Regions from separate parts of the Mus musculus genome. Here all the other regions are linked to region 1. A link is a contact called in public ChIA-PET and promoter capture Hi-C data. All regions are on one chromosome and are shown on one strand. Each heading gives the region's core, a stretch centred on a gene start, on an enhancer-like site or on the middle of the called end of the contact. The rest is flanking DNA. Distances are from core to core; before and after follow the strand shown.

Region 1 (4,254 bases), core at 734-3,233:
TCTAGGGTCCAGGGAGACAGAAACAAGCCCCAAGTGTCAACATTCCCCCATACTGACACTTTCAGTCCAAGGTTGTCTGCCACTCTGCCTACGCTGACCCCATTCAGGTTCTGACTGAGCCATCTGGTAAATGTGGGAAAGGCAGGGTCAGAACTAACTACCAGGCTGTTTCAAAGCTGCCCAGAACCAGGCTTCTGCACACCTAACCACACCACACCACACAGATGGCCCACACGATTAGGACCCAGTCCCACGCACTGAGAGGAAGTCTTATAAGCAATGCATACGATATCTCGGCCTGTAAGAAGACAGCACTGAGGCCGGAAGCCCTTTCCCTCTTCTCTAGCCCTCTGCAAGGGAACACGTGCTCGCTCACCCCACAAGGTCCCTCTTGGGTCAGGCTGGAGACTGCCAGTGTCCCTGGTAGTTACAGAGTGGGTCTGGTTCCCCTCCACCTCCAGCCATCCATCATTGCAGAAGTGGGAATGAGAGACAGCTAGCCTCCCTCCATCAGGAGCCTGGAATATGACCTGCCCCTTGGGCCTCAGTTCCCTGCTATACAAAATGATCAAAAAAAAAAAAAAAAAACTCCTACTTAAGCTCCAAAGATCCAGTGACTGGACACACCCCTTCCAAATAACTGGTCTGGGTCCTGAGAAGCCTGGGAAAATAGACTGATGAGGATGCTGGGGGTGGGGGTGGGGGGAACGGGGTACAGTACCAATGCCCAGTGTCACCTCTACGCAGACTGGAAGCCCTGCCCAGTTTCTCCACCCAAGGGTCAGAGGTCCCTTGCTTTAAGCCTGATCCTCTGGCAGGTCAAGGGTGACAGGCTTAGTTCAAGGACCCGGCCTTCTATCAGGCACAAAGGGAGGTGGCATGGCCCTGGGCTGCTTGGAGCCAATAGAACCTCTGTGCAACGACTGAAGTAGAGTTCAGAACCAGACAAGCCAGGATACCTTCAGGGAAGCCCTGAACGGGAAAGGGCAAACGCCCGGGAGTCCGGCCCATACCACTTCTCTTCCTCCGGGGTCCAGCCACTTCCCACTCTGCTCTCCTCACGGGAGTTGGGGGGTGGGAAGGTAGGACTCTGCAGACCTAAGCCAATTCTCTCGTGGTGCTGGGTAGTACTACCTCCCTTGTGGCTCATTCCCAGTAGTGTTCTGACAGTGATTCCCGGGAGAATTCGAACCCGTTTGGGAGGTGGGGGGTTGGGGGGATGGGTGTGGGCGCGGCGGTGGTGGCTACAGAGGCGGGACGAGCGACCTCCTCCCTTCTAGGGGGCATTAGGACACCCACCTCCTTTGGGGCTGCCCAGCACTCACCTCTCTGGGGGCACTGCGGTCCAGGCCTCCTCACCGAGGGCGGCATCAGTGGCCTGCAGGACAGTCCATGCGGCCAAGGGGGAGGGGAGGGGCACAGGGGTCCCCAGGGGGTGCGGTACAAAGAGGTGTATGGATGCGAAAAGAGAGGGAAGGGGAGCCAGACAGGCAGGGGGACTGCCGCGCAGCCCCAGGCGGGGAGGGAAGAAAGGCGGGGGAAGGGGGCGGGAGGGAGTCCGGGGGGGAGGAAACAATGTAGCCGGCGCGGCCCCGGCAGAGTTCCGCTTCCGAACGCGGCCACGGAGGTTCGGTTTGGGGACGTCGCGCCGCCGCCGGGGGGCCGCCCCGGGCGTTCGATCGCCGCTCGCAGGGCTTGCCTAAGCCCCACACCCCGGAGGCTGGGCGGCCAGAGGCTGGCCAGGCGGGAGGGACGGCTGGCCCGGGGACGGCCCCGACGGCGGCGCGGCCCGGGTTGGCCCTGCTCGGACCCCACCCCGGTGGGATTCCCCGGGGCAGGGCGCAGGGTGGCGCGGAAGCGCAAGGAAGGCAGCAGGCTCAGCGGCGGCGGCCAACCTCAGCTCGCCCGGGCTCCGATGGGAGGAAGCTCGCAGGCCTGGTGAGAGGAAGCGCGGCCCGGATCCTCCGCCCGCTGCGGCGCGCCTGCGCGAGGGGGCCTGCCGGGCGAGCAGCGGGGCGTGGGTCGGCGCCCTCTGCTGGACCTTGGAGGAAATGCGGGGGGTGTGTCCGCGTCTACGCCCTGCCCCCACTTGCTGGCCTTCGCGAAGGCTCCCGAAGGTCCTTTCAGAGGGCCACCAGCATGCTAGAGCCAACCTCTCAGCTTCCTCTAGGCGAAGCTTCCTTGCTAGAGTGGAGGTTAGGCCTAGACTCTTCTGGGACAGTAAGCATGCATTTACACGGCCCCTGCTCTGTAGTCTACCACCGTCTCTGCTTCCTCCTCCTCCTTCTCCTCCTCTTCCCCCCCCCCCCCCCCCCAGCGAAGTTTTCTTTCTATAGTGGAGGCTAGGCCTAGACTCTTCTGGGACAGTAAGCATGCATTTACACAGCCCCTGCTCTGTAGTCTACCACCGTCCTTCTCCTTCCTTCTCCTCCACCTCCTTTCTCCTCTCTCCTCCTCCTCTTCTTCCTTCTCTTCCTCTTCTTCCTTCTCCTCCTTTGTAGTTTTTTTGTTATCTTTTGTTTTTCTGAGACAGGGTCTCACTATGTAGCTCTGGAACTTGCTCTGTAGACCAGGCTGGCCTCGAACTCATAAAGATCTGCCTGCTTCTTCCTCCCAAGTGCTAGAATTAAAGAGTGCATTTCCGGGCGGTGGTGGCCCACGCCTTTAATCCCAGCACTCAGGAGGCAGAGGCAGGTGGATTTCTGAATTTGAGGCCAGCCTGGTCTACAAAGTGAGTTCCAGGACAGCCAGGGCTACACAGAGAAACCCTGTCTCGAAAAACAAAACAAAACATAAAACAAACAAACAAAAAGAGTGTGCATCACCACTACCCGGCCGGAGTCCACTTCTTAAAACCTCTATATCTGCCAAATTCTCATGAGGGGTTGTTGCAAAAATATTGTCACAAAGAACAAATTGATAAACAATGAAAAAAAAAAAAAAGGTACAAGGTCCACAAGAAACAGGAAAGAAGGGAACATGGGTTGATTTTCTAGATCTGGGAACACAGCAGGGAGACCTGACTTACTTCGTGTGTAGGGGAAAGCAGAAAGAGATGCGGTCAGTCCTGCAAGCTACAGGGCCAAAGAACCACAGAGCTTCTTGGAACTCTTCCGGGCTTTATTTTCAGCTGAGATGCAATAGGGAAGTTGTCACTGGCTGTGTAACAACGTCGGACCAGTTAGCTAATCTCTGTCTGTCCTTTTCCACTGTGGTTTGGTAAAGTGAGCAAGAGCGGTACCACCAACTTTGTAAGGTTTTGTGGAGAGGAAATGAGTTAATAGGTTTGAAGTGCTCGGTGCGCAAGTGGCACGTGGTGAGTCCTCAATTAAACACGGGCTGTTATTATGCACCATTGTTAATGAGGAGTCCGGGATCCTCCCGGAGCAATTTGCTCTCAGCTACAGGAGCAAGCAGTGCTCCTGTATGGGAGGGCCACAGAATGGAAGCACAGTGGCTAGAGAGAAGCCAGAAAGTCCGTTGGAGGTGCTAGGTGTAGGAGCACTTTCTAAGGACCAGGACTGAAAGAGGGTACTAGTTTAGGAGCAGGGGATGGGGGTGAGGGAGTGGGAGGGGGATCTTCAGATGGGAGAGGAGACGCTGCTGGCAAAGACTTGGAATGCAATGTAAAGTGGTACTGACTGAGGGGAAGAAAGGGGCTCTGTGAGAAGCAAGGTTGCAGATTGCAAATAACTTAAAATGTTAGAAGCAGGAGTTGGATATGCTCAACTCCCACCCCAGACGACAGGTTGGTCTTCTCACCCAGCATGCCTAGTACCAGTTTGCTTACAGGGAACTGGTTCTTTAGGGACACCTTTGGTGGAGGCACCTAGAAGATCTCAGAGTTAGGTGTGACACAGAGGGGGGGGGGGAAACAGATATTTGGGGACCGAATCTCAAGGTTAAATCTCAAGAGCTGTGTGGCTTTGAACTAGTTACCTAAGGTCTCTGAGCTGTTTCCTCTTTGGTGAGATCAGGCTGAGAGCATGCCTCTTTCATGAGAGATGGTGCAGATTCAGCAAGATAACAGGCCTGGAGTGATGGTGCATGTGTGTGTGTGTGTGTGTGTGTGTGTGTGTGTGTGTGTGTGAGAGAGAGAGAGAGAGAGAGAGTGAGAGAGAGAGAGAGAGAGAGAGAGAGAGAGAGAGAGTGTGTGTGTGTGTGTGTGTGTGTATCAGACTTCACTTTCTTTCCTTTGAGGTCAAGATGGAATGATAACATGGCCCCAGTTGGGGATGCTGCTGCTGCTCAGCC
Region 2 (4,686 bases), core at 49-2,548, 610 kb after region 1:
TTTGCTTAATGTTTTCACTTGGAAATTGATAAGAAGATATGATTGTGTGTCAAGTTGGCAAGGGGTGGACTTGTATGGCAATTCTGGGTTGTCAACTTGACTACATTTGAAATTAATTAAAACCTCACTCCCGGTACCAACTCATCTTAGGGTTTTTATTGCTGTGACAAAACACCGTGAGTAAAGAGCAAGTTGGGTAGGAAAGGCTTTATTTTGCTTACATTTCCATATGGTGGTCCATCAATGAGGGAAGCCAGGACTCAAATAGGGCAGGAACCTGGATGCAGGAGCTGCTGCAAAGGCCATGGAGGATGCTGCTTACTGGCTTGTTCAGCCTGCTTTCTTAATGAACCCAGGACCAGCAGCCCAGGGTTGGCCCCACCCACAATGGAATGGGCCCTGCAACGTCAATCATAAATTAGGAAAATGCTCTTCAGGCTTGCCTACAGCACAACCATTTTCTCAATTGGAGATCCCTCTTTTCAGATTATTCTAGCTTGTGTCAAGTTGACATAAAATTAGCCAGGCTAGCAGTCATAGGCAGGGGAACTTAGAAATGAGCTATGGCAAGGATCCAGGGAGGCAAGACTGGGAAAGATTCGTCTTTTCTTGCTTTGTAAAATGGCCTCCTGCCAGCCTCCCAGCATCCTACTGGGGTATATTTTCTACCTTCATTTGGGCTTTCTGAAGCCACGGAAAGACAAAGTTACCTCAAGTGCCTGGATCAAGGAGTCTCATGTAATGCTTTGCTGCTGCTGCTGCAGCCACCACCACCACCATCCACTGCCAGGATTCCTGGGGTGTCTGCATGTGAAATTTTTCTTTTATACCAAAGTTGGGGCCTTCTGACTTCAACTTGTCCACAGTGACTTGGATCTGCCATCATTAAGCAAATAAGAACAGGACTCTGTATGGCAGGCTCTGTTTTCTTGGCTGTGGGGAAACAAACAAACAAAAAATACCAGTTTGCTGACCACACCAGAAGAAATCCTACATCTGGATAAGCACACCCATAACTCATAAGTGTGTTGAGTTTGGAGGAATGGTTTGAGGCCAAAAACATTTCTCTGCTTCTGGAGAAAACGCTCCTGCAATGCTCCTTTAAAGCCAAACTTCCTTGCCTCCTTTCCTAAGGCCAGGTAGGAGGTGGTCAGGAAGCCTCAACCTTAGAACCAAGGCCACATCCCCAAACTGTGCTCCCGCCGTTCGGTCCTCCCAGCGCAGGGGGTGCTGTGGAGCGGCAGGCATGGTGGACCCGGCCTGATTCCTGATCCTACTCAGCCACTGTTGTTAGTGACGGAGTAAAGCCGGAAGCAGTGGGAACGAGGAGGGGCGGAGCTGCCACAGGCTGGGCAGGGCAGTCTCCCAGCAGAGGATCGGGGCGTGTCCCGGTTAGAAGTCATGCTTGGAAGGTCTGGCTACCGGGCACTGCCCTTAGGGGATTTTGATCGTTTCCAGCAGTCGAGCTTCGGCTTTCTGGGTTCGCAGAAGGGCTGCTTGTCCCCAGAGCCGGGCAGCGTGGGGCCGGGGGCCGGTGAGTGGCTACCCAGCACCGCGGACAGAGGGGCACCCCAAGACCTGTACTCTCTGCCTCTAGGAGGAAGGAGAGTGAAGGGGATAGGATATGAAGTGGGTGCCAGACAAGGTGTGGGGATGCTACCACCGATTTGTTCTCCCTACGGCACCAGCTGTAGCTTTGGAAGCCGCGCAGCCCCATCTTCCCTAATCTTAGCCCATCCCGTTACTATTTCCAGGATAGCCCATCATGCATAGAAAGAAAACAGAGCCCTAGGCAGAGGGAGCCATAACCCACAAGGCATTTGTAGAGAAATGGAAAAAGAGTCGCCCTAGGGTAGCAGCGCAGGGAGCAGGAGTCTCCTGTGTCCTGGTGAAGATGCACAGAACAGAAAGCTGGGCCTGCAAGCTGCCTGGCTTGTTTGCTTTGGCTTCCTCTCTCCAAAGCCTGACTGTCCTTGGAGTATTCTGGTCCTCTGTGGTTCTCCTGTATTGACGGTGCATTGAAAGCTTTGGCAATGCTGAACGAATCCTCCATTTTCTGCCCCGTTCTTTTTTGTTGTTGTTGTTTTTGTTTGTTTGTGGTTTTTTTTTTTTTTTTTTTTTTTTTTTTTTTTTTGAGACAGGGTTTCTCTGTATAGCCCTGGCTCTCCTGGAACTCACTTTGTAGACCAGGCTGGCCTTGAACTCAGAAATCTGCCTGCCTCTGCCTCCCAAGTGCTGCGATTAAAAGCGTGCACCACCACGCCCGGCTCTTCTGCCCGGTTCTTAGGATTCCTCCTTCCCTGAAGAGGTCAGGAATTAGTTTATGACTTAGACTGTCCTGCAGGCAGGGGCTTCTTGAAGGATAGAACAGACGTCTCTTGTCACCTTCCTGTCTAGGGCTGGGGAGGAGAGAACAGATAGCAAGCTCATCCCCAGATTCTGGGCCTGTTTGCTCAACACCCATTCAGGATTCTTAGTTCTTCCTGCCAAAAGGCTTGAATTGAAGTACACTATAGATATAGATAGATAGATAGATAGATATAGATATAGATATAGATATAGTTCTTTCAGGGCATTAAAGTGGGAATAAATACTAAACTAGCACTTTAGTCCCACTGTGACTGTTACTTGTGAGCATTAGTTTTATCCTTAGTAGCTGAAGCCTTTCCTCTGTAATGACCCCTTGAAAGCATACTTGTGGTGTGGCCAGTAGAATGTGTTAACACCAGCAGTGTCCACTCCACCCAGCATGAGTGCTCTCTATTCCAGGTTTGGGTGGGCGGTACTCATTAGGCAAGGGCTTGTTGGTCCATGCTATGTCCAGCAATGAGAAATCGAATGGATCATGTTCTCAGATTCTGTGGCTCTCACCTGGGAGAGAAAAGTCTCCTGTAGGGTGTTGTACCGGTTAGTTATGGTGGAGGTCCCTAACTCGCTATGGGGAGCTTTTGGGGCAGAACACAGGCAAAACATACACATGGCCCACTGTACTCTGGGACACGGTGCCTGAAATTGTCCTGCCAGGCCCAGCTGGTGTTCTGTGGTTGCTTCTGCTCTTTTGCCCCCAGACGCGCCGGAGAGCTGGCCCTCCTGTCTCTGCCATGGCCTCGTCAGTGTCCTGGGGTTCTTGCTGCTGCTGCTCACCTTCCCCATTTCCGGCTGGTTTGCTCTGAAGGTAGGGCTGGCTGGATGCTGTGGGGGAGTGGGGAGGCACAACGAAGGTGTTGATGAGTGGATTCCCCGTATTTGGCCTCTAACTGCTATCACACCTCTAGGAAATAGGTAAGGCAAGGGTTGTTCATTTTATAATGGCTCATCCTGGTTGTCAACTTGACATGCCTGTGAAGAGGGAACTTCAACTAAGGGATTGCTCAGTCCTGTGGCCACGTCTTTGGGGGCATTTTGATTGCTTGATTAGTGTAGGAGGGCCTACCCCTACCCCCTGTGGTGCAGAGAGTTGGGCCTGAGCTAGCTGAGCAAATGCACAGATGGTGCAGGTCAGGTGGGGGGGGGGGGGATGGGGGAGGTGGGGGGTGGTGGCACTAATCATCCTTCTTGTGGTCTCTGCTTCACTTCTGCCCCCAGTTTCCTGCTTGAGTTTCTGCTTTAGTTTCTTCCCTCAGTGATAGTCTGTAACCTAGATGCCAAATAAACTCTTTTCTCCCCAGGTTTCTTTTGATCATGATGTTTCTCCCAGTAACATGAGAAACTAGGGCAGTTCCCATCCTTCAGATGGATAAACTGAAGCCCAGACTGAACCAACGGCATCTCGGGAGCCAGGAAGGAGCAGAAATTGTTTTCTAGGTCCTGGAATCTGGACATATATATTCCTTTGCAAAATCATCCTCCCTTTGGCTCAGATCCAATCAAAAGAAAAGCACCCAGCATACCCAGCAAGCATGGAATAATGAAACTCAGGTCTTGCTTTGCATAACGGTTGCTTAATAGGTAAGGGTGAAAGATACAGATGTAGTTGAACAACACATCTGACTGCTTCAGGGTAGGTGAAGCCCAAGCAGGCTTTCCCCTTTGCATAGCCCTAGGCAGTGAAGTCCCTAGAAAGCCTCTGTGTTTGTTGAGTCTAGAAAGGAGCGCTGAGGTGAAGCCAGGTCCTACCTCTACAGTGCCACTGAAGCAAATGTCCTGTAACCAGGGATGTGAGACCTGGCCCCTCTTATCAAAGCGATCCAGGGATCTGATAGTAGTGAAACCTCAGGGCATTCCTTAGAGCAGCCTAGCCTTTTCCTCAGCCAATCCAAGAGCAAACAGTTCTGTTGAATGAGTCATGTGTAGCTTCAGGCCCCAGAGGTGAAGTTTCCCTGATCAAGTCAGTACTTGTGGGGACTAAGACATGGCTGGCCCATCACTGAGCTCTGTCTTCAGATCACGCCCCTTTCACTGACGGGCAAGTCTGTCTCTGAGCTTGGTGTCTCTCATCTAAACACAGCTAAGTGTGTTAGTGTTCTTGTCACTGTGAGAGTCTAGAGAGTGAGCTTGGTCTGGCTCTCAGCTTCACGAGTGTCAGCCTTTGGTGGCTTGAGCCAGTGTGTTCCATCAGAGCATCAGAGTGGTGAGGGTATACCACAGGAAGTCCTTCACCTCATGGCAGAGGAAAAAAAAAAATAGGAAGTGGCCTGGGTTGACTTCTGGCCTACACTACACACACCCACCGAAGGGCATTTGACT
Region 3 (4,145 bases), core at 938-3,437, 690 kb before region 1:
TGGAGAGGCAAAGGCAGGCGGATTTCTGAGTTCGAGGCCAGCCTGGTCTACAAAGTGAGCTCCAGGACAGCCAGGGCTATACAGAGAAACCCTGTCTCAAAAAAAAAAAAAAAAAAAAAAACCCACAACTAAGTTATAAGTCAAGTTTTGTATAGATAAACCCAGTCAATATCTTATCTTCTGTCCTAGCACCTGTAATAAATCGTTAGTTCCCCTTTTATAATCTTTGGGTAATTGTTTTACAACCTCTTGGAATGTAGGAGAAAGTCTGGTTACCATCTAAGAGCAATTAACTGGTGACACTAGGGAGACTGGCAGAGTTCTCATTGCAGTTTTGACTATCAGAAAAGGACCTAATAGCAGTCCTATTATAAAAGAGCTTAATAGTCATGGATATAATTTTAGGAATTCTTATAGGATCATTATTAAGACTTAAGTCATCTATTTGTCTATATAGCATCACTAGAAGATAGTACAACTTCGTTGATTTACAGAGATCTACTCCAAAGGGGTGTGCTACTACTTAGTGATTGTTATATATATTTAATAATAACAGGAGAAGCATATTAATAGCAGGAATCTCTCCTAAAATGAGTCCCTTACAGCCTCGCTTAATAAGGGCTCACCTGTCACAAATTATATAATAATCCGAGCCGGGTGGTGGTGGCGCACGCCTTTAATTCCAGCACTTGGGAGGCAGAGGCAGGCGGATTTCTGAGTTCGAGGCCAGCCTGGTCTACAAAGTGAGTTCCAGGACAGCCAGGGCTATACAGAGAAACCCTGTCTCGAAAAACCAAAAAAAAAAAAAAAAAAAAAGAAAAGAAAAAATAATAATAATCCGAAGCAGGCCACTTCAGGATGATCAACTGCTAGTTATTAGCTTGTCCCATTATGGTTCCTGACAACCCTGGCCAAATTACTCCCCCACCACCACCCACAGGGCTCCTGACTTTCCAGGAACTCTGCAGACCAGGCTGTCCTTTAACTTAGAGATCTGCCTTTCTCTGCCTCTTGAAAGCTGGCATTAAAGGCATGTGCTAGCACTACCAGCCAGTCCTGCTTTCACCCCCTGTTGTTCGATTACAGGGTGGTGCCACTGCAAGTTTAGCGCAGGCTATACAAACACATTGATTGCTGAGCAACATCCCTAGCCACACCCCAGTTCATTGAGGTGTTAGAAGCAACGCATCTGGCTCACATTATAAGCATTAAGTAGCAAGTCCTGTTTTCATTTTACATGCTAGAAGTCTTACCCTGCAGACACGATGTATGGGTTTGCTTAGGGTCTCCTAAATCTCGGTCACTCATGTAACTACTTTCAAACCGGACTAAGTGCTGCACTCAAATGCTGAACGTTACCTATCAGGAATCGAGCCAGGTCCCTTTCCGCGTCATGTTAGAAAGGAGAATAGGGATAGCAGTGGTGGCGCACGCCTGCACGCCTTTAATCCCAGCACTCGGGAGGCAGAAGCAGGCGGATTTCAGAGTTCGAGGCCAGCCTGGTCTACAAAGTGAGTTCCAGGACAGCCAGGGCTATACAAAGAAAGAGAGAGAGAGAGAGAGAGAGAGAGAGAGAGAGAGAGAGAGAGGAAGAGAGAGAGAAAGAGAGAGAAAGAGAGAGAGAAAGAGAAAGAGAGAGAAAGAAAGAAAGAAAGAAAGAAAGAAAAAGAAAGAAAGAGAGAAGAGAGAGAAAGGAGAGAGAGAAAGAGAGAGAGAAAGAAAGAAAGAAAGAGAAAGAAAGAAAGAAAGAAAGAAAGAAAGAAAGAAAGAAAGAAAGAAAGAAAGGGAAAGGAAAAAGGAAGGGAAGAAACGTTTATTAGTTCGAAACCTGAAAGCCATTCAGAAAATCGCACAAGCAAGACAAAAGGGCTGTCAGTGCAACTCTCGAGTTTGGGCACACCCGGAGAGGTGGCGGCCACGAAGTCACGGTTTTGTCAGTGAAAGGATCCGGGGCAAGTTTGCGATCAGTACTGAAGGCTCCGTATCGCGGACAATCTCGCTAGAATCCCGAAAAAGCCTAAACCAAATCTGGAAGCCCCTCCCTAGGGAGAAGAGTCGCTCAGTTCAGGGCGGAAGTAATGTCCTGCCCGACTCAACTCCCGCGATGCACCACGGTAGGCGGAGCCGGAAGTTCGAGTGCAAGCTTGAGCGGGGCGTGTCTAGCTCCGCTAAGGCACCTAATTGGTCAGTCGGCACAGGCACTGGCGGCGTGCGCGAGTGGTACGGACGTGCGGTAAGTCTGGCCCTGTCTAGTTTGGCGTTCTCTCAGCCGCAAGCTCAAACTTCTTCTGATGACCCAGGGCTGGCTTCGCAGCCGTTACCTGGGGAGGCTGGCCAGTCTTGGGGACTTGGACTTGGCCATATTTTTGTCGTTGTATTCCAGGCAGTCTGGCTCAAACTCATGAGGAACATTTATGTGTGGCAGGGAGAATTCTGTAACCGAAAGACAAACGACTCCATTGCTAGAGAGACAGTAGCGGGGAGGGCGGCAGAGTTCACGGACGTGTGGTGGGAGCATCTATTGGGCTGGAGAAGAGGCTTGGGTGAGCCTGACACTTAGGAATTAGTTCGCTTCTTTTCCTCGGCCTCCTGCCTTGCTGCCATTGCAGGTGTATGACACGTAAGGTCCTGTTAGGGATCATTTCTATGGCATACTTCAGGATACCTTGACGGGGAAGCTCAGTAATTATCTACTGAATACTCCCGGTTATTTTACAAACACTCTGATGCACACCTTAAATCCACACTGATAATAGTCACTTTTAACAAATTTTCTTAGAAAGTATTCTTAGCCGGGTGTGGTGGTTGCATACCTTTAATCTCAGCACTCAGAAGGCAGGCAGGTCTCTATGAGTTCGAGGCCAGCCTGGACTACAAGGAGAGTTCCAGGACAGAAAACCTGTCCCCAAAACAAAACAAAACAGAAAAAAAAAAAAGTATTTTTAATGTCTTAGGATATAGGAATGCAGCTTTCTTCTTTTTCTCCTGGGTTTCAGACCCAAGGCTTGGTGCAAATATGGTGCGCACTTTGGCAAGTACTTTACCAAGTGGAGGTATGGCACCATCCTTTGTTCTTTTATTTGTTTATTTTCCTATATGCATATGTGTATGTGTGTTTTGCCTACATGTCTGCACACCACATGGGTGCCATGCTGGGAAGAAAGTCAGAAGAGAGTTCCAGTTAGTTCCCTGGAATTGGTTTACAGGTGGTCATGAATTACCACATGAAACCCAGGTCCTCTGGAAGAGCAACCAGTACTCTCTTTTTTTTTTTTTTTTTTAACTAGTGCTGTGTGTGTTTTTAAGATTTATTTATTTTTATTTATATGAGTACACTGCAACTGTCTTCAGACACACACTAGAAGAGTGCATCAGATCTCATTACAGATGGTTGTGAGCCACCATGTGGTTGCTGGGAATTGAACTCAGGACCTCTGGCAGAGCAGTCAGTGCTCTGAACCGCCAAGCCATCTCTCCAGCCCCGCAACCAGTACTTTTAACCTAATGGCTGAACCATCTCTCCAGTACCCTTCCACCCTGTCCTATCCTGTCCTGTGCATTCTTGCAAGATGGAAACAGTTGATAACAGTGTAAAGGTACTTCCCACTGCAGAACTGTATATTTGAATGGTTAAGATGCTCACTAACCTCACTCCATCCCCAAATCAATCAAAACCAAGCACTGTCACTGGGCTACAAAGCCAGCTGCTTAGCTACATTGACGGACCAGATTGCAGAACTGGGAATTGGACCTAGGGACATCACACATGCAATGGAAACACTCCTCTATTGAGTTATAATTCCAGCTACCCCCTTTAAAAAACGATTTAGTTTATTACGTGCCTCACTATATGTATGTGTGCCATGTGCTTGTCTAGTGCTCACAGAGGCCAGAAGAGAGTATCAGATTTGTTGTGAGCCACTGTGTTGGTGCTGGGGATTGAATCTAATTCCTCCGTAAGAGTGACAAGTGCTCCTAGCTCCTGAGCCATTTCTCCAGCCTGTTTTTTTTTTTTTTTTTTTTTTTTTGAGACAGGGTCTCAATAGACCCACACATATCTAGAATTCCCTAAGAATCTGAGACTGACTTTGAATTGCTGGTCCGCCCTTCCTGCCATCCTCCATGATCCCCCCCAGTGCTGGGAT
Region 4 (4,355 bases), core at 290-2,789, 560 kb after region 1:
GTGTGGGGGATCTAGGCAGCCTCCACCCACTTTGCCTTCTCACCTCCCTGCCCTGGGCTGCAGCTCCCCTCAGGAAGTCACAACTGCTCAACCATGCTTTCCTCTGAGAAGAAAATCCTACCCCCTGACTAGAGCAGGCATGTTGTGGAAACAGTCAATAAAGCTTCCTCTTTGGATTCACAGAGCCCAGGCGAATCCCTCTGCCCACAGGTTTTTAGGGAACAGTCTCTAGCTAATAAGCCTGGAGACAGTCCAAGGTTCTATACTTCCCTCTAGAGCCTTAAGACGCCTGAGTGCATCCCCTGTCTCTAGACATACAAATATATTAACACAGACTCCCTGCCCCAACTTGAGGGTCCTGTCAGTCTTGGAAGACCCTCTCCTACACCCTGTCTCTGAGATTAGCGGGTCCCTTCTTGCTTTTGCTCCTAAAGGAGGCACCTCCCTTCCCTGTTCCTCCCAGACAGCCACCCAACCCTGACTAGGCTGGATCGACCCTGTGGACTGAGGTTGTGGGGCCCTTCCACTGCTTACCTGCTGCTCTCTGACTTGCAGTGTGATGCTGTGGGGCTGCGAGCCGGTCTCCAGACTCAGGTGACAGTCTAAGGGAGCTTCTGGCATCTGTTGCTGTGGCGGTGGGGAGAAAGGGGGAGTGCATTGAAAGAACTCCCCTTGGCCCCAAAGTCCTACTTCAATTTTTTTCTTTCCTTATCTGTTCGCCCTACTTCTCCAGGATTGCAGGTTTGAGAGCGGTCGCGCGCCCCCGTGCTCGGCGGGAACGCGCACAGTCTCCCACCTCGTGCTGCGTTTACATTTGTTAAAGCCATAGAGATCCTCTACTCACCTCAGGCTGAGACCTGTCGGTCTCAAGGGGCTCCATACGCCCATAGCCCAAGGCTCCGCCCTTTCCAGCCCACCGTACCCCTAGCACCCATTTTCTACTTCTCCCCACATTTACACATTCGATGACATTGTCACTATTCCTCCTTATGTCTCCAAACCCCTCCCCAACACACACACACACACACACACACACACACACACATCTTCACATGACTTTCACAGGTTAGAACTACTCGTCAACATGTAATAATCGCGTCAACGCGCTAAGTTCTCCCTACTTTCACACACATTTTCACAAGCACACCTTCACTCAAACACTCACCGTTCTCTTTTGCGCGCACACAAATATCCACGCTCACTCACCCTCACGCGCCCGTCCCGCCAGCGCCCGCGAGCTTCGCTTCTAATTGAATGCGAGCCGTTCTACGCCCCGCAACACGTGAGACAAACCATCTTTGAGGAATTTGGGAGAAAGAAAAGCATAGGACTGGAGGGGCGTGTCTTTGCCTTTAAACACTTTTTTCCCCCCTCTCCAAAGCAAGCAGTGGCGCAGAAAGACCTCCAGTGGGACCTGCTGAACTGCGCTGCCTGGCTCTCCCGGACCCTTTTCCTCCTGCCGCCTGCTAGCCTCCCCCTCCCCGAAGCTTCGTTCAACACGATGCATAATTGATAGTGTTAGCAGAACGCCTCACCCTCTCTGTCATATTTTGCCTGGATCTGGGCAGATACAAATCCTGGTTCCCCTCCACCCCCAATCACCGCCAGACTAATTCGCCAGATTAGTAGGCGCAGCCCTGCAGGGTGCGCGGAGAGGAGACGCCCACCTCCCCAGCCCATCGCAGACCCTGCTCAGCCTCTTGAGCCTGAACTCCACGCTCAGGTCTTTTGTGGCAAAACCAGCGCGTGCACTCCACTGCCCGTGGGCTACCTAGTGCTCACAGTGGAGTGGGTGTCTTCTGAGCTCCTAAAACATTAGGTTGAACTCACCCAAGTGTCTCACTCTGCCCTTGCTTGCTGCGGGCTAACAGGACACCAAGGTTGCCCACTAATAGTGGCTACAGGGACCAGGATAGTTACAAAAACCGTTTGCTCCTCTTGAGTGCTGTGGACTAGGGACTTACAACCCCTGAGCATTTCCTGCACCACCACCCCGCTCCTCAGTATCCTCTCAGCATCTCTAGCAAGCTGGCCATCAACCCCTGCATGCTCGCACCCCCCCCACACACACACACACTGTGAAAGCCTAGGCAGCAGCCACCGCCCTGCCATCTCACACCCTCATGTAACAGCTGGCCTCAGCAGACTCGGGACTCGCTGTTCTCTTTGGCAAACCCTGGACATTTCTTTTAGCGATGAGCAGGAGAATTTCAAGGGATGTCTAGGGATTTGACTAAAATGCATCATCTCACTCCCCCGCCTATGGCATCCCAGGAGACAGAGCTGCTAGCCAGAACTGGTAAGGGGGCATAGATTTTGAGAGATGTGTAGAGAGTCCCCTCCTTCTCTTTCATATACACTGTAATACTGGGGTGCTGGGGTCTCCCAGCCCTCATCAGAGTCAGTCTTCTGTCTTGGTTGGATGGCAGTGTGTTTGGGGCCTCTGCAGAGATCAATACCCCGATTTGAGTGTTAAGCATTTTAATGAGCTAGGGAGGGGGGCGCAGAGAGATGCAGGAAGAACGCTGCATCTAAAGGGACCACCCGGCAGGGTTTCTGAGGCTCCTTTGTAAATTAAATATGAACACACTGGTGTGTGCTCACTTTGGTCCCTCCCTCTTTCCTACTCCTGGCTACGGGCTGATGGGACCCCCACAAACTCAGCCAAGTTCGGAATCTAGAACTTCACACCTGCTCGGGCCTGGAAACCCCACAGACCGAACCAGGAGAGGGTGCTTGAGCGATCCAGGGAAGATGTCTTTGAGAAGGGAGAGGAGATGAGAACTCTGACTCCTCCCTGCCTGGAATCCTGTACGTCTGAGGCCGTCCAGCACAAGGCTCTAACCTGGGACAAGGCCTCAGAGATTTGGAATAGCCGCCCGATACCGACTTCTTTGTCTGCAAAGTAAGAGGAATGTCTGTCGTATTGTTCATGTTCTAGCAACCTTGAGGGGGTGGGGGGTGCCTCGCACCAGAAGAGGGTGTGGCAGCAGAGGGACGTTCTGCTGTTCTTAGTGTTCTGGGATGGAGAATCCTGAGGACTTTCCTGGTGGGGGAGAGAAAGACGCAAGGCGTGGGCGTTCCTCCGCCAGTGAACATCCACTCATCCGATTTTTACTTCTAGTCAGCTCTCTTTTTTTGAGTTTGGAGGGACGCAAGCCTGCAGAGGGATAACTTAGGAGGAGCGAAGGGCCGAGGGCTGGAAGGAAGAATGGGCTCATGAGCTCTCTCGATCGCACGGACGTGCAGGAGTGTCTGGGGTAAGCTCTCCCAACTCTGGCTTTCTTCCCTAAAGAGGTTGAAACCAGGGGACTCCCTGTAGAGAGGGCGGTTCCAGCGTCTACAGAATAGTTTAAGGGCGTGGCGACCACGCTGGCTGGGGTACTGATTCCCGTGGAACCCAGCTTCCCACCCACTCTCCCGAAAAATGCTTCTGTTGCCCGAATTTGCACCAGGGAGAAGACATCCCTTACCCCGTCTTCAACCCTGCAGAACCCAGTGCCGGTCCAGACAAGGCCAGCCGGAGTCGCCGCTAGCAGCGTCCGCAGGGTCTTGGGTAGGAGCTGCAATTCCTGATTCAACCACTGAGCTCTGCTAGAAGACGGCAGGCAGAGCCCTGGCGCCGCCCAGAATTGCCGTCGATTGCTTTTACGGTTAATAATACCTAGGGAAGGAGAGACGGCATAGAAACACTTCCCACCTCCCACCCCTGCCCTACGTCTTTGATCTTAAAGGAACAAGTATTTAATCAGGCGAGTGCAGTAAAGGGGGGGGGGGGGAATGAGCGACAGAAAAGTTGTCAAGCTGGAAAACAGAGGGCTTCCGATTCAGAATCTGTTCAGTTCAGGGACAAGCTTTTTACCAAGCTGCAGTCCTGACTCCAGACAGACGCAGAGACCAAGAGCTAACGCCCCTAGACTTCTTTGTGGATTGACCTCCACAAACTTCAACCTTTGAGGTCCCAGGTTGTCCAAGTGGTGGGATCGCTGAAACCGAAGGCTCCTCGGACTTGCTCCCCGGGCTAGGTCCGCGGAGATCTGGAGTTCAACCCTGGTACCCGCGCTCCCCCTGCTGGATACTGCCTGAACTGTGCAGAAACAAGGCCTTGACCTTGAAGGGATGGCACGAGCAGGCCTGGGCACCAAAGAGCCCTGCCTGTGGCTTTGCAGTGCTGTTGGGAAATGCTATCGCCGGGGCATGCTTGACCAAAATCCTCGAGTTTTCTCTAGGTATACCCAGTCTGTGCCTCCATGAAAACACAATCGGCCCTCCTTACTCTAACAGGTTTGGCCAGTTCGTGGCCCACTGGGTTCCCAGTGCCCAGAATCCAACAGTGCACCATTCTCCTGCGAGTT
Region 5 (4,407 bases), core at 1,002-3,501, 650 kb before region 1:
CATGCCTTCAAAACCAGTACCACCTGGGTGAACCTTACATATTACCAAGTCCTGCTGCAGCAGGAGTACAACCTTGGCCATCTCTGGAACACAGCCTCTTTGTGCTTTCAGAAAACACTTCCCAGAAGATGTCACCTCAATGATGCTGGTCTCTTCTTAATCACCGCTAATTTCTTAGCTCCAGCTAACCAGCATCAATAGTCCCAGTAATGCAAAGTTTTTGCTTTGGTAGTTCTGGTATCTTGTTAATCACAGCTGATTCTTCAGCCCCAGCTAACCAGAACTACAGAATCTTCACAATCAAAACAGCAATGGCCCTGAAAAGAGTCTTTAATTTTCCCTCTGAAATTTCACAAACCAGAGCTCCATCTTCTGCGGTGTTCTCAACATTATCTTCCAAGCTCCTACACAACATCTGACAGAGCTCTTAACAACGGATGGATCTTCAAGCACAACGTTCTAAAGTCCTTCCACAGTCCTCCCCAAAACATGGTCAGATTGTCACAGGAATACCCCACTCTGCTGGTACCAATTTGTCTTAGTCAGGGTTTCTATTCCTGCACAAACATCATGACCAAGAAGCAAGTTGGGGAGGAAAGGGTTTATTCGGCTTACATTTCCATACTGCTGTTGGTCACCAAAGGATGCAGGACTGGAACTCAAGCAGGTCAGAAAGCAGGAGCTGATGCAGAGGCCATGGAGGGATGTTCTTTACTGGCTTGCCTCCCCTGGCTTGCTCAGCCTGCTCTCTTATAAAACCCAAGACTACCAGCCCAGAGATGGTCCTACCCACAAGGGGCCTTTCCCCCTTGATCACTAATTGAGAAAATGCCTTACAGTTGGATCTCATGGAGGCATTTCCTCAACTGAAGGTCCTTTCTCTGTGATAACTCCAGCTGTGTCAAGTTGACACAAAACTAGCCAGTACAACATGTATGGGTGTTTTTTTTTTCCTGATGTATGTTTATACATCACATGCTCCTTAAAAGTTCTATACTACCACGTGGGTACTAGAATTGAACCCAGATCCACTCCAAGGTCAGCCAGTATTCTTAACCACTGACCCATCACGCGAGTCCCTGAGTGTCTTCATTATTTTACTTCCTGATACATCTTCCATTATCTTATACTGTCTTATTTTAACTCCAGTGCATAGTGCAGTGTCTGGTGTGCAGATAGACTTGTTATAGACTGTCTTCCAGTTTCAATACTGAAACCAACTCCTGAGTAGGTTCCTGAGTTCAGCGTAGAGTTCATTTTACTGGTGGCAAAAGACAAACTAACATAGTTGAGGGGCAAGGAGGCATGGACATGCCTTTAATTCCTTCACTCAAGAGGCAGATCTCTGTGAGTTCAAGGCCAGCTTGGTCTACACAGCCAATTTTGGGACAGCCAGGGGTACATAGAGATCCTTTCTCAAAACTCTGTCTTTCCTGGCCCCCTGACCCTCCACACACACAAAGGAAAAAACTTAGCAGAGGTAACCCTGAAGCTGCTATTGCACTGGTGCCAAAATGGAGTTAAGAATATATATAATTTATTTTTTAAAAAGTTCTCCAAGATGGGCATCAAAACCTATAGCATTTTCTTTTCCGAAGACCCATCCCCTGGTTCTTTCTGGACTTCAGTCCTGGGGGGACTAGTTGTGGCACTCCGATTTCTTGAAATCCTTCTAGAATACTTATCTTTGGTCTAACATGATAAAAAAAATCACAGTAGGCCCAGCCCTGCCTTCTCAATGCTCCTATCCTGAGAGACCCAGACTCTGCTGTTTACCCTAGAGTAAAATCATGCATTTGCAAAGGCTGTGGGCTTCCTGAATGAATTCTGAAACAGGATGTCTCTCTCTGTCTCTTCCTCACTCTCTCTTTGTACCCGATTACAATTAGCTACAATGATGCTGGACTACAGGATACATTCATTGAGCAAAGAAATGCGGCCCTTGCTTATCTGTCAGATCCGAGGCATCTTGGACCTCACAGGCAACCTTTCAGACCCTACCACGAATAGGTAGAAGCCGCCCGTGAATACCGGGAAGGGCACCGGTCCTCGCGCAGTTTTGGATTCTTTTAACTCCCAGTCGCGTCTCCCTCCCGCTCCCGTAGGGGAGTCGCCTCTCGTCCCCGCAGCCCCTCCCCCGCCGCGCCGCTCCGTTCCGCTCAGCCTCCCCTCCTCCCAGCTCCTCTCTGTCTCCCCCTCTCGGACAACGTCCCCGTCCGGCCCGGCCCTCCCCGGCTCCTGTTTGTGAATGAGATGCTCAGTTTCTCAATGGAGCCGTGGGGGGCTCGGGCGGACGCGGCGCAGGCCGCAGCGCTGGCCCTGAGCCGGGAGGGGGACGCCTTTTCCTCGCTCGCTCGCGCCCGCCCTCCCTGTCTCCGCGGCGGCTTTTGAGGAACTGGGCCGCGAGGCCACGGAGCAGTTCGCAGGGCCCGCATCCCCGTGGACGCCCGGGCTGGGCGGTCTCGAGGCGCCGGCGAGCTCTGCCCCGGGGGTTAAGCGGCTCGGAAGGCCGACGGCCTCCAACTCCCGCCAGGCGCCTTCGCGGTGGCTGTAAAAGTTGTGGACTCCTAAAAAAGAAAGAAAGCCAAGCAGACCTCGAACTGCTGTTAGTTCCTCGCCCGCACTTTCTCCTCCTCAGGACAGGAGGGGTGGCGTGAGGAAAGGAGTGAAGCAAACAGGAGGCATTTCCTCTCCGCGGGGAGCGACAGCGGGCTCTCCCCGGCCAGCAGGAGCGGCGTTGGCAGCCGCCGCGGGCGCCGGGCGCTCGCACCATGCGCGAGCCGACCGAGAGCTGCTGAGGCGCCGGGCCACAGAAGCGGAGCGCGAGTGCAGCGGGTTCTGGCGCTCGCCCACCAGACCTGCCCCGGCGGCGGCGGGATGGAGCCGGCGACCGCGCCCCGGCCGGACATGGCGCCGGAGCTGACCCCCGAGGAGGAGCAGGTAAGCGCCGCTGCAGCGGTGGGTGTGTCCGAGCCTCCGAGGCCTAGGCCGGCCTCTGTTCGCCGGGCTGCGCTCCTCGCCCCGGGCCCTCAGCGGCTCCTGCTCGCATTTCAGGCCTGCGGGCTGGCCTCCCCGGGCCGGAGACCGCGCCCCAGGCCATCGCCCAGCCCAGCCCCGGAGCCGTGGGACCCCTGGCTCTGAGATTCTTATGCTTCGAGACTTCCGGGGGGGGGGGGGTCCGTGCTGCTCCATTTCAATGAATATTAAAGTTCCTCGAACTGGGGCGGGCTCCCCACTGGATGACTGCAGGACACCTTGTCCCAGGCCCTTCTACTCTCTGGAAGCGTTTGCATTTTTTTTTTTTTTTCTCGAGGGTCCGTTGTTTTCAAGGGCAAGGAAAGCCATTTGGGGGGAGGATTCCTAGGTGGTTGTCTCCGTTCCCAAGATGGGGGGAGGTAGCGCTGGTAAAGAGGTGGCCCAGATTCTCAAAGGAGCCCTTCAGGCTTTCAGACTGCTGTGACGGGCCTACTTGGACAGATCCTGAAAGATCTGTTCCTTTTCTAGCTCCCCAAGTCCCTGGCCTTGACCTCCCTATTCTGCTTTCCCAGGCTAGGCTCTTACCCTCGTCCCCATTTCCCTGCCCCCACCTCATCTGACAGTCTCCATCTTTCTGAAGCCCACACTGGAGTTCCATTGTCCCTTTTTAAAGCTTGAGATCTTAAATTCCCAGAAAGTAGTAGCTTGCGTTATCATTTGAGGGGTTTCTGTAAGCGAGAAGCCTAGCGAGCGCTCTTATAACTTTACACCCCCCCCCCCATATTCCAGCTGTGGAAACACGGACTAGATGAGATTCAGAACCCCACGGATTGGGCTCTTGCTCTTCTCTCCTTGGCACTGCTCATATCCAAACAGAAGCTGTGCTCAAATATGGCCATAATCTGCTTGTACCTTACAAAATAAATGAAAGAGGAAAAGGTGAGACATGCTGGTAATGATCCGTTTCACACTCTCACGCCCTAGTTCACAGGCCCACATTTGCTAACACAATCTGGAGTGGGGAGATGTCTATTTTGACAAACTAACATTGGTTTAATGGTTTTTTTTTAAAGACCTTTTTATGGTTTATTTATTTTTATTTTATTTGCATTGGTGTTTTGCTTGCATATATGTCTGTGTGGGGGTGTCAACTCACTTGGAGATGGATTATGGATACCTGTGACTGCCATGTGAGTGTTGGGAATTGAACCTAGGTCCTCTGAAAGAGTAGCCAGTGCTCTCTCCAGCCCCAAGACCTGATTTTTAAAAAGCCCTTGAATTTTCTTTTGGAAAAGTCATGCTTTCTGTGGAAATGATGTTTTTGTTTTGTTTTGTTTTTTTAATTTCCCCCAGACCTATACTCTTATTGACTTTAAATAAACTCAGCATGAGTAAAAAAAAATTTTTTTTTAAATTTACTTATTTTATGTA
Region 6 (4,505 bases), core at 1,728-4,227, 630 kb after region 1:
GAGCTTTTGTCCAGGAAACCACTCCCTTTGTCACAGTCAATGGTCAAGAAGCCAGCTTGCTGTCACCCATATTTTAAGAAGCCAAATTGAGAGTCCAAGCAACCACCCAGGAAGCAAAACAGTTGCATCAGTGAGCCCAGTGACAGGGGCTGTGTTAGTAACTGACAGGTGTCTCCTGTCCTTGCCTGTAAGTTAGGACAAGCTAGAGAAAGACAAATATGTCCCTGTTGTGATTATGTTATGTCAGAAACAGATATGTGTGCCTTTCCACAATGTCAGAGCTTATTGGATAACCAACTAATTCACAAGCTACACAGTTTTTTTGGTTATGATTAGCAAAATAGTCCCAGTTGCCCTTTATAGCCAGCCACTAGCAAGCAGGAGTTCTTTTATTCCAAACTTACTTATTGACATTCCATTTACTTACTTTATTTATTCACCGTGTGTGTGCACGTGCATATGCCACACTGTGCATGTAAAGGCTGGAAGACAACTTGTGGAAGTCTGTCCTCTCCTACTATGTGGGGTCGGGGGTCAAACTCTGATCCTCATTCTTGGCAGCAATCTCCTTTACCTACTGAGCCTGCTCCCCAGCCTCTTCATCACTAATGCTAACTCTCAGATCACACATTAACGCTTCGCAGAATAGTATGCAAATGCGCAGTTTTCAGAATGGCTAAGAACGGGCTGGAAAGGCTGTAGAGTTCAGTTCAGAGAGGTTGTGCAAAGAGCTGATACAGGAAGCTGGAGAAAGCGCTCAGCAGTTGGGACTGCACACACAACCCTTTCGTACGGCAAGAAGCATCTGCCTATATATGGCCTCTGTTCCCAGATGCTGGGACAGAGCTCTTCAAAGCCAGGGGTGTCTTTGCTTATTTATAAGAAAGAAGCCCTTTTCACACTGGAGTTTAACTTAATAAAGTGGCTATTTAAAGGAGCAGGATGCTCACCAGGAAGAAGTGGGGTTTGTTTTTTTTGTTTTGTTTTGTTTTGTTTTCAAAACAGGGTTTCTCTGTATTGCCTGGCTGTCCTGGACCTCACTCTGTAGACCAGGCTGGCCTCACTCAGAAATCCGATTGCCTCTGCCTCCCAAGTGCTGGGATTAGAGGTGTGCGCCACCACACCCGGCTTGGAAGAAGTGTTTTAAATTAGGACTTTCCCTGTGACGTCTAGGGAAGGGAGAGGGACAGGGATGAGTTCACTTGCCAGTGACAAATGTTTTATGGGGCCATGCAAACAGTATAGAACTCTCTCTCTAAAAACAAACCAACAAAGAAAACCTCTAAATAATGAGGTCTGGAGAACTTCCAGGCCAGTAGATTCATGGTGATGTTGGGAGGGGTTGTGCCTTGAACAGGTGTGCTAGTTAGTTTTATGTCAACTTGATAGAAGCTAGAGTCATCTGAGAGGAGACAACCTTAGTGAGCAATCCCTTCTATAAGATCAGGCTTTAGGCAAGCCTGTAGGGCATTTCTTAATTGATGATTGATGTGGGAGGGCCCAGCCCATTGTGGACAGGGCCACCCCTAGGCTGCTGGTCGTGGATGCTCTGAGTCTGAGCAAGTCACTAAGCAGCACTCCTCCATGGCCTCCTACGCTGCTAGAGTTCCTGCCCTCGCCTTTTTCAGTAACAAACAGTGATGTGGATGTGGAAGTGTAAGAGTAAGCAGAGTAAACCCTTTCCTTCCCATGCTGCTTTTGGTCAAGATGATTATCACAGCCATAGAAACAAACCCCCAGGACAATTGAGGGAGGAGGCAAGGAAGCCCTCCCTCTGTGTGTGCCTCCCATTTGGCTGTTCAAAGTCACATCTTTTACACAAACCAGTAAGCTGTAAAGAACATGTTTTGTTTTCTGTGAACTAGCAAATCATCAAGTCTGAGAAGCCGGATTGTCTTAGGTTAAGGAGAAATGCCGGAACTGATATTTGACCCTGGTTGGTGGGGCCAAGCCCTTAAGACCTTGAAGCTGAGCCGGGTGGTGGTGGCGCACGCCTTTAATCCCAGCACTTGGGAGGCAGAGACAGGTGATTTCTGAGTTCGAGGCCAGCCTGGTCTACAGAGGGAGTTCCCGGACAGCCAGGGCTACACAGAGAAATCTTGTCTCAAAAAACAAAAACAAAACAAAAGGCCTTGAAGCTGAAAGCCTTCTCCAGGTAGTTATCATTAGAATGGAACTGAGCTTCAGGGTGAGCTGTCCAAGAATCAGAAGATCGCTTGTTGGAAGTGAGAGTGTTCATTTGGCCTGTGCAGTCATTTCTAATGCCTAGCCCGGAGCTGCAAAGACACCTTCACAGCTCCCTCAGGCTGCCCCTTTAAGGTGACCACAGTCTCTCTCCTACTCCTAGTCCCTGAGAACAACTCACCCTCGTCAGTGAATCAGTTCTTTCACCCCACTGGTATATAAATAGATTCCTGTCCATAGTGTTCTTTGATACAATTTCACTCAGCATTTTCTCAGGAGGCCCACCCACCAAAGCTGAGTTCATTCTTCATTGTTGAGTAGCAAGCAGTCTTGGATGTGAACGAACCAGTGTGCTTACCTACTTACATTTGGGAAAATATCCAAGTATTTTATTTATTGGGGGCTATTACAAATAAAGCTGCTGTGAACATTGTGTCCAGGTCCTACTGGGGAAATAAATGTCATTTTCTCTGGGATAAATGTGAGACACTGGAACTGCTGGGCCTTCTGGTAAATCCGTTTTTAGTTTTAAAAAGAACCGGTTGTTTTGAAACTTGAGTCAAATGGAAGTATGACTAGAAAGAGGAGAGGGGGCGTGACTAAGGACTGTCACGCACTGGAACAGTGCAGTGCATGGGGGGATGGGGGGGGTGGTGGCAGCCAGCCACTCCAGAGGAAGCAAGTGTGACTCAAGCTGCTGAGAAGTGAAAAAAATCCTCAAGACACTGTTAGCTAGGGACATTGCCTCAGAGGGTATCAGGAGTCAGGCAGAGGACATGCGTGTGGGTGGAAAACCCTTTGATTATTTGCATATGTGAAAAGTCATTCTGAGTCTGTTGAGAGCCACAGGAGAGCTGTCAGTTACATCGTAACAGGAAGGTTACTTTGTAGCAGGAAGAGGCAGGATTTACTAAAGCGGTCAGAGTTGAGGTCAGAGGCAAGTTAGAAACGGAATTCCAGTGGCAAGCTCTTCCTGAGAAAGACAAGACCAGCTGTTCTCCTGGGCAGAAAATGTGGGGGTGAAGCAAGACTGTGCCCTTCCTGGCTATGCAGGAGAAAGGCTGGGAGACAGGGAGCACCACTTGGCAGGAGCACACATACCCTGCAGCTCCTGCCTGCTTGTGCATCGGAAGCACACTGGTTCCCTAGAATAGCTGCCAAAACTGTGTGTTACCTGGCCCCAGGGCTGCTGCAGACGAGGCAGGAACCAAGACTCTGCTCTCCAGGCAAAGAAGAAAATTTTGACACCTTTGCCCTGTAGGTGAGACAGGAACTCTGTCTCAGGCACAGAAACACTGTTGGGAATCCCACCTTCTAAGACCAAAAACATAGGCTCTTAGGAAGCTGGGCCGGAAGAAGCCAGCAGCACCCAGAAGCACCCTACTGGCTCCAAACACAGTGACCCACATCCACACCCAGCTTCTACAAGGCTTGCACAAGTGAGTAACTGTAACCACACTTACCACTAGTGGGAGAGCAAGAGGAGAATGTGGCACAAATTAACCTCAGACTTGGGGCAGAAGGGTTGGAAGTTTGAAGTCAGTTTGGGTTGTTTTGAAAGATAAAGTTGCCGGGTGTGGTGGCACACGCCTTTAATCCCAGCACTCGGGAGGCAGAGGCAGGCGGATTTCTGAGTTCGAGGCCAGCCTGGTCTACAAAGTGAATTCCAGGACAGCCAGGACTATACAGAGAAACCCTGTCTCAAAAAAACAAAAACAAAAACAAAACAAAACAAAAAGAAGAAAGAAAGCTAAAGTTATATAAACAAGAGCCAAAGGGAAAGCAGTCCAAAGGCAGTGAGAAGTAGACTTTGGAGTGACCTGGAGGGCAGAAGTTCAAGGGGTGAGCTCGTCAAAGGAGACAACAGTTCCCAAGGTATGTGCACGGGAGAACAGTGTCTCAGGAAACAGACAGTTAAAACCATGGAGCTGAGAGACAGAAGGGAGAGTCCCCTCTCCGCACAGTAAAAAGCAAGTGCGCAAAATTGGAGTGGTTATGGGTCATTGGGTAACTTGAAGAGCACTAACCAATTTAATCTGATGATAATTTATCCGTGAGACTTTCCACCCAACAACAGCAAAACCCACATTCTTTCCAAGTGAATTGTAGTCTTCACTCAGACCACATTCTGAGCCATAAATCAAACCTTGGTGAATTAAAAATAATTGGAATCATTTGAAATATATTCTATCATGATAACTAAGCTATAAATCAGTCACAGAAAAATATCTGGGAAGCTCCCAAGGATTTGGAAATCAAACAACAGGCCTCTAAAATAACTTATGGTTCTAAGAAGAAATTAGGAGAGAATATTAGAAATA

Evidence for each region. Promoter capture Hi-C pulls out the DNA fragments that hold promoters and counts their contacts. ChIA-PET counts read pairs in DNA pulled down with a chosen protein or histone mark.
Region 2: a promoter capture Hi-C map of pre-B cells shows a contact between it and region 1. The contact joins the promoter of Stoml1 here to the promoter of Csk in region 1. A contact is called at or near these places in 7 of 39 promoter capture datasets (the C10 cell line, the HPC-7 cell line, HPC-7-derived erythroid cells and 4 more), 1 of 15 datasets of contacts at CTCF or cohesin (the NIH/3T3 cell line), 4 of 484 Hi-C or Micro-C datasets (B cells, LSK cells, Th1 cells and 1 more) and 5 of 115 datasets of contacts at active chromatin or transcription factors (double positive thymocytes, large pre-B cells, memory CD8 T cells and 2 more).
Region 3: a contact with region 1 is called in an RNA polymerase II ChIA-PET map of memory CD8 T cells, with 109 read pairs. The contact joins the promoter of Snupn here to the promoter of Csk in region 1. A contact is called at or near these places in 2 of 39 promoter capture datasets (erythroid cells and pre-B cells), 5 of 484 Hi-C or Micro-C datasets (B cells, CD4 T cells, CD8 T cells and 2 more) and 3 of 115 datasets of contacts at active chromatin or transcription factors (T-cell acute lymphoblastic leukemia, memory CD8 T cells and pancreatic cancer cells).
Region 4: a promoter capture Hi-C map of erythroid cells shows a contact between it and region 1, with 10 times the contacts expected there. The contact joins the promoter of Islr2 here to the promoter of Csk in region 1. A contact is called at or near these places in 8 of 39 promoter capture datasets (the 3T3-L1 cell line, HPC-7-derived erythroid cells, cranial neural crest and 5 more), 1 of 15 datasets of contacts at CTCF or cohesin (large pre-B cells), 7 of 484 Hi-C or Micro-C datasets (the N1E-115 cell line, embryonic stem cells and pro-B cells), 5 of 115 datasets of contacts at active chromatin or transcription factors (double positive thymocytes, embryonic stem cells, pancreatic cancer cells and 1 more) and 1 of 9 other capture datasets (embryonic stem cells).
Region 5: a contact with region 1 is called in an RNA polymerase II ChIA-PET map of memory CD8 T cells, with 18 read pairs. The contact joins the promoter of Ptpn9 here to the promoter of Csk in region 1. A contact is called at or near these places in 1 of 39 promoter capture datasets (cranial neural crest) and 2 of 115 datasets of contacts at active chromatin or transcription factors (bone marrow-derived macrophages and memory CD8 T cells).
Region 6: an RNA polymerase II ChIA-PET map of memory CD8 T cells shows a contact between it and region 1, with 11 read pairs. The contact joins the enhancer-like site here to the promoter of Csk in region 1. A contact is called at or near these places in 3 of 39 promoter capture datasets (the C10 cell line and pre-B cells), 4 of 484 Hi-C or Micro-C datasets (B cells, CD4 T cells and Th1 cells) and 4 of 115 datasets of contacts at active chromatin or transcription factors (embryonic stem cells, large pre-B cells, memory CD8 T cells and 1 more).

The regions. Positions count from the first base shown.
Region 1 is chr9:57,643,670-57,647,923 of GRCm38.p6, forward strand. Csk (c-src tyrosine kinase) reads right to left here and starts at 1,984. Exons shown (of 13, transcript NM_007783.3): 1 at 1,326-1,984.
Region 2 is chr9:58,251,866-58,256,551 of GRCm38.p6, forward strand. Stoml1 (stomatin-like 1) reads left to right here and starts at 1,299. Exons shown (of 7, transcript NM_026942.3): 1 at 1,299-1,534; 2 at 3,069-3,175. The coding sequence starts at 1,402.
Region 3 is chr9:56,948,721-56,952,865 of GRCm38.p6, forward strand. It overlaps Snupn (snurportin 1), which reads left to right and starts at 2,188. Exons shown (of 9, transcript NM_178374.4): 1 at 2,188-2,233.
Region 4 is chr9:58,200,746-58,205,100 of GRCm38.p6, forward strand. Islr2 (immunoglobulin superfamily containing leucine-rich repeat 2) reads right to left here and starts at 1,540. Exons shown (of 3, transcript NM_177193.5): 1 at 1,207-1,540; 2 at 535-627. It also overlaps the pseudogene 1600029O15Rik.
Region 5 is chr9:56,992,717-56,997,123 of GRCm38.p6, forward strand. It overlaps Ptpn9 (protein tyrosine phosphatase, non-receptor type 9), which reads left to right and starts at 2,252. Exons shown (of 13, transcript NM_019651.2): 1 at 2,252-2,940. The coding sequence starts at 2,878.
Region 6 is chr9:58,272,409-58,276,913 of GRCm38.p6, forward strand. No RefSeq gene overlaps it. Among named protein-coding and RNA genes, the nearest start is that of Stoml1, 21 kb to the left of the region's middle. Within about 2 kb of position 2,978, at least 285 of the 459 cell types and tissues checked have an H3K27ac peak or open chromatin away from gene starts, as enhancers often do. A contact at or near this core is called in B cells, Th1 cells, embryonic stem cells and 3 more, where this site is marked.